Regions from separate parts of the Gossypium arboreum genome. Here all the other regions are linked to region 3. Evidence: chromatin contacts called from public Hi-C data. All regions are on one chromosome and are shown on one strand. Each heading gives the region's core, a stretch centred on a gene start, on an enhancer-like site or on the middle of the called end of the contact. The rest is flanking DNA. Distances are from core to core; before and after follow the strand shown.

Evidence for each region. A called contact is a pair of places that touch in the nucleus more often than the background predicts.
Region 1: a contact with region 3 is called in a Hi-C map of leaf, with 3 times the contacts expected there. The contact joins the promoter of LOC108466996 here to the promoter of LOC108464943 in region 3.
Region 2: a contact with region 3 is called in a Hi-C map of leaf, with 3 times the contacts expected there. The contact joins the promoter of LOC108461307 here to the promoter of LOC108464943 in region 3.

The regions. Positions count from the first base shown.
Region 1 is chr13:21,330,767-21,334,200 of ASM2569848v2, forward strand. LOC108466996 (F-box/kelch-repeat protein At1g26930-like) reads left to right here and starts at 1,478. Exons shown (of 2, transcript XM_017767425.2): 1 at 1,478-2,255; 2 at 2,778-3,434. The coding sequence starts at 2,915.
Region 2 is chr13:21,749,390-21,752,638 of ASM2569848v2, forward strand. It overlaps LOC108461307 (probable methyltransferase PMT2), which reads right to left and starts at 1,700. Exons shown (of 7, transcript XM_017761111.2): 1 at 1,378-1,700; 2 at 479-1,144; 3 at 148-358; 4 at 1-5. The coding sequence starts at 1,123.
Region 3 is chr13:21,530,057-21,533,579 of ASM2569848v2, forward strand. LOC108464943 (transcription factor TCP15) reads right to left here and starts at 1,387. Exons shown (of 1, transcript XM_017765227.2): 1 at 1-1,387. The coding sequence starts at 1,008.

The sequences.
Region 1 (3,434 bases), core at 228-2,727, 200 kb before region 3:
ACTTTTATGACAACCACGACAAACAACTATCAGAACAATAAGAATAAATGATTCTAAAAATTATTTCCATTTTGGTTTTCTTTATTTTGGTGCATTTTTCTATTTGTACTTAACTGTCATTGTTTAATAACTTGTGTTGTCATTCCAATTTGGCACCTCACTAATTTTAATTTTTATGTTACAATACTGATTTAAATTAATGTAATTTTCATTTAATTTTGAAAAAAAGTAAAATTAATGACTTGATGCATCCCAAAGTAAATTGGAAAAACTGTGAACAATTTAATCATTAATGTATTTAAAAATATTAAAATTTTGATTTTTCATTTTCATATAACCTTAGAAAGGTAATTTAACCCCCCAAAAAAAAATACAACATAAACACAAAATTTGTGGATCAACTTATACCAAACGTAAGTGCCAGTTTTGGCATTGCCAGCTAGGAGTGTTGCCATTTTGCTTATTGATTTAATTCAGGTGTTTAAAAAGGGTGTTTAAAACGTGATGCTTTGTTAAGGAATAAAAAAAAACTCCTACATTTGTTGCATGATTTTTATTATAAAAATAAATTATCTTTTAAAATATTTGTTTACTCAATGTAGTTAAAAATAATAAATAATTCTTTCAAATTTGAAATTTCAAAAATTTCGAATGTAAAATAAAAAAACCTTGATTATTATTTTTTCAAAATAAATGGCTTTAAATTCAACAATTTTCTTTTAAAGGAAATAACCCACAGCTTACTCTTAACAATAATAATATATATTTTTCCATAATTAGTAATAAAATTTGCCCATTGTTAATGTGCTTTTTTCCCACCTAATTAGCTAATTTAGCAGAATAACTTTTGCAAATTGAGAAATCACTCAAATTTGTTAGGTCTGTTTATGGTTATTTTTGGCCTCATCTTTAATTTGGCTTGAAAAATACCTTTTTTATTTAAAAATAGGTCAAATTATAGTTTTACTCCTTATAATTTAAATTGGAATAATTAGATCCTCTAATTTTATAATATCATTGCTTTGTCCAAGTAGCCTGTTAGCTATTTTAGTTTAAAATACTAATATTAATATTTCTTAAAAGAAATCATTTTAGCACAAAACTAATTGCTAATATTATATAAAATTAAAATATTAAGATTAAATCGGATTAAATCATAATTTAATTTAAAATATATTATTTAAATCTTTCGAAAGATTGAACCATTTGTGGAATCGTAAATCTGGAATTTGATTTTTTTTTAAATAATCTTGTGGTAGGAAAAAAATGGGATTAAAAGCAAACCAAATATGTGGACGTGCTTAAAGTATCATATTAAGGGATAATTACGATTTTGATTAAGATTAAGATTACGGAAGTGATGATGGATAATTGTAGTGTGTAATTTGACTAGTCAATTCGATAATTACTTAATTAGTGTGGAGCTTAATTTGTCTTCAAAAACGGCAGAAGCAGGGGATAAAAACTCCACTAACGGAAGCTGGCAGGCAGAGATTTGACCATTCCCCCCCTCATTCATATATTTACTACTTGCACTGTTAAAAGGCGTAGGGGTACCTAAAATCTATTTTCTCCCATTAAATTCATATATTTTTTAAGAAAAGAGAGTGAGAGAGAGGGACAGTTTTTATTCCATCACCTCCTCCGCCTCATCATCATCAATCACATAGTCAACACGTGTCTCACCCGGCGCTAACCGGTTACCGGTTTTCACTCCCCCTCCCCCTTTTTGTAGGTCCCACCACCGCCACCATCGCCGCCGTCCCCCGCCTGCCCTGCCTTCCCCTCATCACCACCCTCCCATTCTCTTTTTTTTTTTTTCCTTTATTTATAATTCGACTTCCGAAAACAAACAAAACGTAAAAACGAAAAAAAAAAATTATTTCATTAAACAATTTTTATTTTTTTATTTTGGTTTGGAGAGAGAGAAAGAGAGAGAGCAAGTTTAAAGAGAGATAAAGGGGGTCTCTTATAGATTTTGCTCGCAAAGCCAAAACGAAAGCTCCCTCGCTCTGATTTGCAGAGAAAATCCAAAGGACAAATTAACCAGCCTATAGAGAAACAGAGAGAAAAAAAAAAAGAAAAAAAAATTTAAACGAAGAAACACGAGAACGCGAAGAACAACAACAGCAAATCAAAGGAACAACAACTGAAAAAAGAAAAAAAAAAAAAGAAAAGAAAGAGAAAAGAGATAGTGTATTAATTTTTTGACGGAAAGAGATTCATTTCATTTTTTTCTTCTTCTTATCCAGTCAGTAAGTTCTTCGCAACATTAGTATTATGATTCTTTTATCATTTCCTTTATATGTCACTTCTTCGCTTTTGTTATTATTCTTTCCTTCTTTTTTTCTTTTAATTTAATATTTCTATTTCGTTTATCACTTTGTGTTTATCTACTAATTAATGAGATGATATTAATGAAATTATAAACAGATCTGATTAGCTTACGTTTCTTCTATTAGTTTGAATCTGATTGTTATTTTATTTGTTTTTGTTCTTGTTTGCCTTCAATGAAATTCTGAGATCTGGTACTTATTTTTCTTCAGCTTTGTTTGATCGTGAATTCTTTTGTTCTTGTTTTAACCAAATTTGCTTATGTTTAATTATTGTTTTTGACTTCTTTATTTTTTTTTTCGCCGCTGAATTTTTTTTTCATTTTATAAGCCTGAATTTGGATCTTTGTTTTATTGGATTCGAGTTCCTGTTTGGTTTGGTTTATCGTTTTGAAAATTTATCTGAAACTGCTCCCTTTGTTTGCCCCTTGTTTTCTTGAATAGGTAGAATTTGTTAATCTTGACTGCGTTATGTTTTGGGGGGAGAAATAAAACTTGTGGTTGTTACAGTGATTTGAAAATTCCCATTGTTATTTTTGGGGATTTTCCCGTCTGAAGTCGGGAGGGGATCCTAAAGAGTCATGTTGGAGAACCGGTGCTGCAAGTCCTGTTTGGTGTTTGCAAGCTCTTGTCAGGAAGAAAGGAAGTGGGCTTACATGTACAATGGGAAGCGACCACGGGAATTCTCTGAATCCGATGGTTGTCAGGAAACCAAGTTGTCGAAGCTATCTTCTGATGATTCCTCGAGTGACGATAATAATTCTAATGCTTCTTCTCCACAAGACTCAGGTGACTTTCTCTTGCCAGGTTCTCATGACCAATCCGGTGACGATAGTAAGCGATCTGATTCTTCCTCGGATACAGACTCTTCTCTTATCCACCACTGCTCCATTGGTCTAGACAAACCGGATTTGGTTAACCAATCAGACAGTGACAGCCTGTCAGATTCTGTGGAGGAGTCACCAGAGGAACAGTCTGAGGATGATGGTGAAAATGATGATAGCAGCTTTTCTGATTCTCCCGAGGATGGTCATCGGAGTAATGCTGGGGATTCTTCGTCAGACTTGGATGCATTAATCCAACCAATTGGGAGAGATAATT
Region 2 (3,249 bases), core at 450-2,949, 220 kb after region 3:
TCCATCTGCCAACAGACAAAACCATTATGGTGCATCAGTTACTCAACTTCATCCCTAAAAATTTTTCACTAGTGCAACACCAAAACAGACAATCTACCTAAAATACCAAAACATTTTTTTAACTTAAATATAAGATATATGACTCACCATTTGCTCCCCATGGAATCAAGCAACGAGAACAGTGAGCCATATCAAAAACTCTAGATGGATATGGCATCTTGATGGTCCCAAGAACACCAATAACAGCAGGTACACCTCTTTCAAGAGCAAATTGAACCTGTGCTTCATGTGAATCTCTTGGCGCAAATGACATGGCAATAACATTTCTACTCCAAAGGTATGCACCCCAGCTTGCAACCTATGAAAAAGAACCAATTGTTAGATTCAGTACCTACATAGATCACAAAGAAAAACATTTGCAAGAGTACAAAAAAAGATCAATTGAAAAGCTTTCAATAGGATGACAAATATGGCATACCCCACAACCAGTATCGAGTGCAGTCCTAACCATCCCATTAGTAATTGGAATGACCTTAGCAAGCTGATCAATATACTTATCCGCCCCTTGTGGAAACTGCGTTCCTCCACCAGGGAACCTAAACACATTACCCTCATATTGGATCCAATTCTGAATGGCCTTCTCAATGGTCAAGGCCTTATAGGGTGCATTAGCATAAGGCACATAATCCCTGCTCTTAGGCCAAGGAAACGGAGTCACATATCCATTAGGCGCCGGGACAAGACAATGCAACTTCTCTTCCTCTCTCGGACAATGCCTCTCCCGATAAATCATGTTGTCCCTAGGAAACGTCATGGCACGACTTTGATCTTGGCAAGGCGTGTAATCAACGTAACGGGGATCACAGGGCTCGAAAGATTTGGGCTTTTCGGATTCATCTACGTTCCCAACTTCACCAGCGTGGTGGGTTTCGAAGTTTAAGGTAGGGACAATGCTGCAATCTGCGCTATGTTTAGTCATTTCTAAAGCTATACTATCCCCTTTACCGAAACCACTCCTTTGCCATGCTCCTAATATGTAGAAGAAACAACATAATCCCACAACAATGGATATTTGAATCGAACTCCTAGTTCTTGTGTCAGTTGAAATCGGTTTCAGTGCCATTTTCTTTTAAATATTTTTAACCTGCAAATTAGTTTCCAAATTTTAGATCAATGGAAAAATAAAAAGAAAGCTAAATCTTTAAGGATCGTCAGAGATTCAGAAACAAAGATCAGTGGATTTAACGCTAGTTTTAAGGAAACTAGCGAAGAGCTCATTTCAGTAAATCCATTCTTGAGAAGAAAAAAAAAGAATTTCTTAAATCATAAAAAAAAAATCATGATGAATAGAAAGAAAGGAAATGTCAGAGAACTTACCCAATCGCATTAAAAGAACTAAATCAATGGTTAACGATCTCAAAAACAAAAATTAAATCTTTTAACGATAATGTGAGAAGTAGCGCCTATTATAACTCGGAAAAAGGAAGGAGACGTGAAAATGGAACACTGAAAAAGAGAAAACCTAATCTTTTCTCAAATACAGCGAAATCGAAGAAGAAAGATCAAAATCAGAAGAAAATTATATAATATAAAAGCACAAAAACTTTGTGCTCTGTACGTCGCTTGATTAATGGGGATTGCGATAAAAAAGCTCCCAAGATGTTTGAAAACGCGAGCATTTCCATACGAATTTCGGTTGATATATGTTAAAATATCTCATAAATCCCTGTACATTTTATAAATTTAAAATTTAGTCATTATAAATTTATTTTAAGAATTTGTTTTCTACTTTTCATATTTCAAATTTTAGTTCCAATTATTAACATAGTTAAATTTTTGGTTAAATTGATAGGTGCAACATTTTGAAATAAAAAAATCACTTAATAACAATATAATTGAAAAATCACGTTAAACTGAACTTGAATTTAACAAAATAATGTTAACAATGATAATAATTGGACTTAAATTTTAAAGGTAAAAGGTTAAATTCTTAAAATAAAAGTACAAAACTAAAATTTAAATTTATAAAGAATGTAAGGATTTATGAAATATTTTAATCTAATTTTAAAATTTAAAAGCTACTAAAAGTATTTCCTACTTTTCTTAATTATAATTTACATATGGCTTATCTTCTAATTTTAGGTTTAATTGTAAATAAACGTTTTCTTTTTAAAATTAATTGAATTTTCAAGTATCAGTACCGTTTCTCCGTTTGAACCAATTTTTTATCAGTTTATGATGGTTAGCTTCTTCAACTTTAATCAAATGGAAAATATATAAAATAATTGTACTAAATTATAAACAAATCTATACCTATTATAGGAATCATTAATCTAAGAGGCAAAGTAAAAAGTTTTTTTGAGAATTTAAAATGCAATTGTATTGTTACATTAATTTATAAATTTATAATTTTTCTACTAGGATAATATAATGATTTAACTATTTTTTACAAGGATATGATGTGTTAAAAAGGAAAAAAAGTTTACTAAATTTTATTGATACTATTTACCTTTAAACATGACAGGTTGAAAATTTGAAGTCATTCATAATTATGACACACTCATATTTAAAAGTATCGTACAAGTATTTATGTTAAGAGTGAAACTGTATTTTATTTTATTTAAAAGTAAATGGTTTATTTAGCCCTTTAATTTTATAAATAAAAGAAATTACTTTAACCATTCATTTAAATTTTCACCTCTTTTAACCTTTAAATTTAAGATGTTTGTCAAACCACTCTAAAATTGATAGAAAAATTAATGTTTGTTAGCTTTCCGATATGGCATACACATGGATGTCATGTTAGCAAATAATTAAGTTTTAAATTTAAAATTCAAAAAAGTATAAAAAAAGTATAAACAAATATTTTTAAATTTTAAAAAATAATTAAATGTTAATGTGGCATATATGTGGATGCCACGCCATGTCAACAAAGTTAACATATATTAATTTTTTCATCAATTTTGGAGTGATTTGACAAAACGATTCAAGTTCAAGTGCTAAAAAGAGTAAAAAATTAAATAAAGTGTTAAAATGACTTCTTCTTCTTTTTAAGTTGGAAGGCCAAATAAGTTATTATACCTTATTCAAAACATGGGCAAATTAGTTCTCACACATTAGATCAAAGAGCAAATGATCATTTTTATTAACAATTTAATCCATTTCAACGGTTAAAAATTAACGAGGATGACAAGATAACCAAACAGTTAAACGTGGCATGCTAGTGTACCTTATTCTAACATACAAATG
Region 3 (3,523 bases), core at 137-2,636:
AGCGTTTAGTGACGCCAGCATGCTTAAATGAGTGTCGGTAACTGAGCCACCGCCAGCACCGATTCCGGAACCAAATTGTTGGGCCGGGAGGAGAGCCATTGGAGCGGCTAAATTCATAAAATGCACCCCACTAGACATAGTACCCCTATACATATTAGTGTTATTAGTTGAAGGAAATGTCCACATGGGATCCCCAGTGCCACTCCCACTGATGACTTGGTTGCCTATCCAAAATGTTGCCGGGATCGGATTATGACTCGTCGGAATCGAACCCGTATTAGATTGTATCAAGTAACTTCCCACCTGATTTTGTGGCGTTTCTTGCTGCTCAGGCCTCCTCCTCTTCCCTATACTAGTATCCGCGGCCTTGGCGTCCCGAATCTCTTGCTTAGCTTGCAAGAAAGCGTTCAAAGTAGTGCTACTAGTACCAGGAAAGGTCAATGAATCTTCAGATGCTAAAGCAACACCAGGAAATAAAACCCTTCGTTGTTGTTGTTGTTGTTGTTGTTGAGATGAATCGTCAAGGACATTCCTTTGATCCCATTCACTCCTCGTCCTCAATTGTTGTGTGGTAAAATTTGGATTGAAATAAGTGTTCCTCAAGTGTGAAGCCGACATGCTAGAACCTGAACTTCTTAGTGAAATATTAAGGGACGTGAAATTTGCAGGGATAGTACCTGTCCCCGTGGCAGCAATAACCGCGGGCTCAGCTTGTTGGAGCAACCACTCAATGGTTTCACCATCTGATTTGTGACCAAGCTCCCTTGTTAGCTGGAAAACCCTAGCAGCACACGTAGCCGGCATGCGGATGCGACGGCCTCGTCCTTCCACTTTGGTGTGCCGGTCCTTGGTTGAAGTCCTCTTAGGTGGAGGTTTCTTGGAGGGAGGTTCCAAGGTTGGTTTGGAGCTGGTGTCGACGTCGGCAGGGTCGGAACGAGGTTGTTCCTTCTTTTCTAGGAGCTGAAGAGGGAAGTTCGGCCTGCGGATCCCATTTTCATCCATGATCATGTATGAGAGAGTGGGATTATATCTTTTTGGTGGTTTGGCTCTACTAGTACATGATCTGAAGGTGACCCTCAATTCGGTGACTTTGATGGCCTAGTGGGTCTCTTTCTTTTTTGCTATATGATGTTGTGTTGTGTAGCTTGGAATTCCCTTTAGATGGGGAAGATTGAAGCTGCCGAGTTGGTTTTCTTATCTCTGCACAGACCAAAGAGAGAGAGGGGATAAGGGGAAGGGGGCAAGCTTTAAGCAACAAATACAATGAGTGAGAATTATGAGGGTGGGCTAAGAAAGAAAAGCAAAGACTTTTTTGGATGGGAAATAATTCGTTGAATTGAGGACCTCTTTGTAATTTTCTCTTTTCTATATTGTGAAAATAAAATGAGATAACCCTAAATATAGAGAGAGATCATACAATTGTGGTTGGATAGTCCCTTGATTCAAACTCCACGTGCGGTGCTCTTTTATCATTCAATCCATAAAGACAGTGGTGGGCCCCTCGTTCCTTTACTCTGAAAAACTCAATCACTCGTTAAAAATATACAAATTATTTAGATATAATAAAGTGGTCCCCATTCCATTCTTGTAATCATTGCCTTCTGCCTTTGATCTTAATTTTAAAACAAAAGTTTACCTCTAAATAATTCCATTACTTGTAATACATCTATGATGCATGTGAACATGGTTTTATATCAAATCATCGATTAAGTTTGATTTTTCTTAATTGGAGAAATCTTAAAAACTCATTTCCTTTAAAAAAAATTCTTTCCAAGAGGAAAATCCGTTTATTGGGGATGAGAGTGAAGGATACTTGATGAAAAATCTTTCAGTAGATCTCTGAGTCAAGACCCAACACTTTTCAGGTCTCCATCTTTGAACATGTGAGCCATACAGTCTGCAATATATATATATATATATATATATATATATATATGGTCCTTGAAAGTATTGTTTAAAAAGCTTATATACCCAAAATATGCCTTTTATTCCATTTTTCCATTAAAGGCTTTCATCTCTATCTATTTTGAAGTTTTGTAGGAGCAGGGGTACATTTCATAAGATCAATAGTCCTAAATCTTCCGACCAATTGAACGTTGTGCATGAGGAATGTGGTGTTGGATAAGGTGAAAGAATATAAACTTTTCTTTTATGCCAAATTTTGTTGGGACATAATAGTAAAAAGTTTGATGTTACTAAAGTAATGGAAAATCATTCGGATAACATAGATAAATATAATGTAATTATACATTGTTAATCAAACACGCCTAAAGAATTAGAATTCTTTGTAATTATAAGAGGATGAAATTACTAGTTTAGTAACTATAGCTTTATCCAATTATTTTGTGGTGTCCAAACACACTCTACCTAAAAAAAAACTGGCTAAAAAAATTAACCTAAAACTTTTATTCAATAAATTATCATTTTAGTCCCTCTAGTATGTTCAAACTTTAAATTTAATTATTACACTTTAATTTGGCGTAGAAGAGGAGTTCGAGTCTTAATATCTAAAATCTCTTCTTCTTTTTTTCGAGCAGTCAATATATCTACTCATACTAGTGTAAAACTCAACTAATTTTACGTACTTATATAAATTTTTGTACGATTATTATTTTTATAATTCAACTATAAGCTATTATTGATGAATAAAACAACTTGAATTATACCATATGTGTATATGTATACATATAGTACATAAGAAAGACCCACCAGCAAAGAGGAATGAGAGAGAAAGCATAGCACGTCTAACCCATGTGCCTAACAGGCCAAAGTGTAGCTTAAAAGGGAACAAAAACAAGCACATTGCCTAAAATATAGCGACTTCCAAAATCTATTTCAACAACCAACATACCTAACTATCTCATAATTCGATTTTCTTTCCCCATCTTCTCTAATCATTTTTTTCCCTCTAAATCTCCACTAATCACCCTTCTTCCTCTTGATTATGACCCTTCCTTAATATGTCACCTTTCTTGCTTTAACTTTTTCATTTCTTTTTTGTTTTACTAAATCTTTGTGATTTTGAAGAAAAAAAAACCCAGTACATTGTCATTTCAAGTTCCCTACACCTTAACATGCATGTAACAAAACAATGGTGTGTGCGCAGACAGTGGCATTTGCCTCTTTGGATATATGGTTTAATTCTTTTTTTAGTCCTCTTAAATTTTAATTAGTTTTAGCTTTTATGTTAAATGAATAATTTTTAGCCTTCTTAGATATTAATAATTCAAATTTTTAGCTTTATCTTCCGAAATTTTTAATTTTATCCTAATCATAGAGCACAATGATTCTCGATATGAAACCAATAATGTCGAAGTTGTCCTGATGAAGTACTGTTTATTATAAAGGAACACCACATAGAAGAAATACCTTTATCTGAAACTTTACAAACGTTATTAGGCAAATCATGGGTTCCTATATGTTATAACATTATCTCCATGTAAGTAATAATAAGAGTTGAGAGTGTATGGACAAGGGAAGTTGTATAAATTCTATTCAATATTACCTTTTAAAAATAATTAAA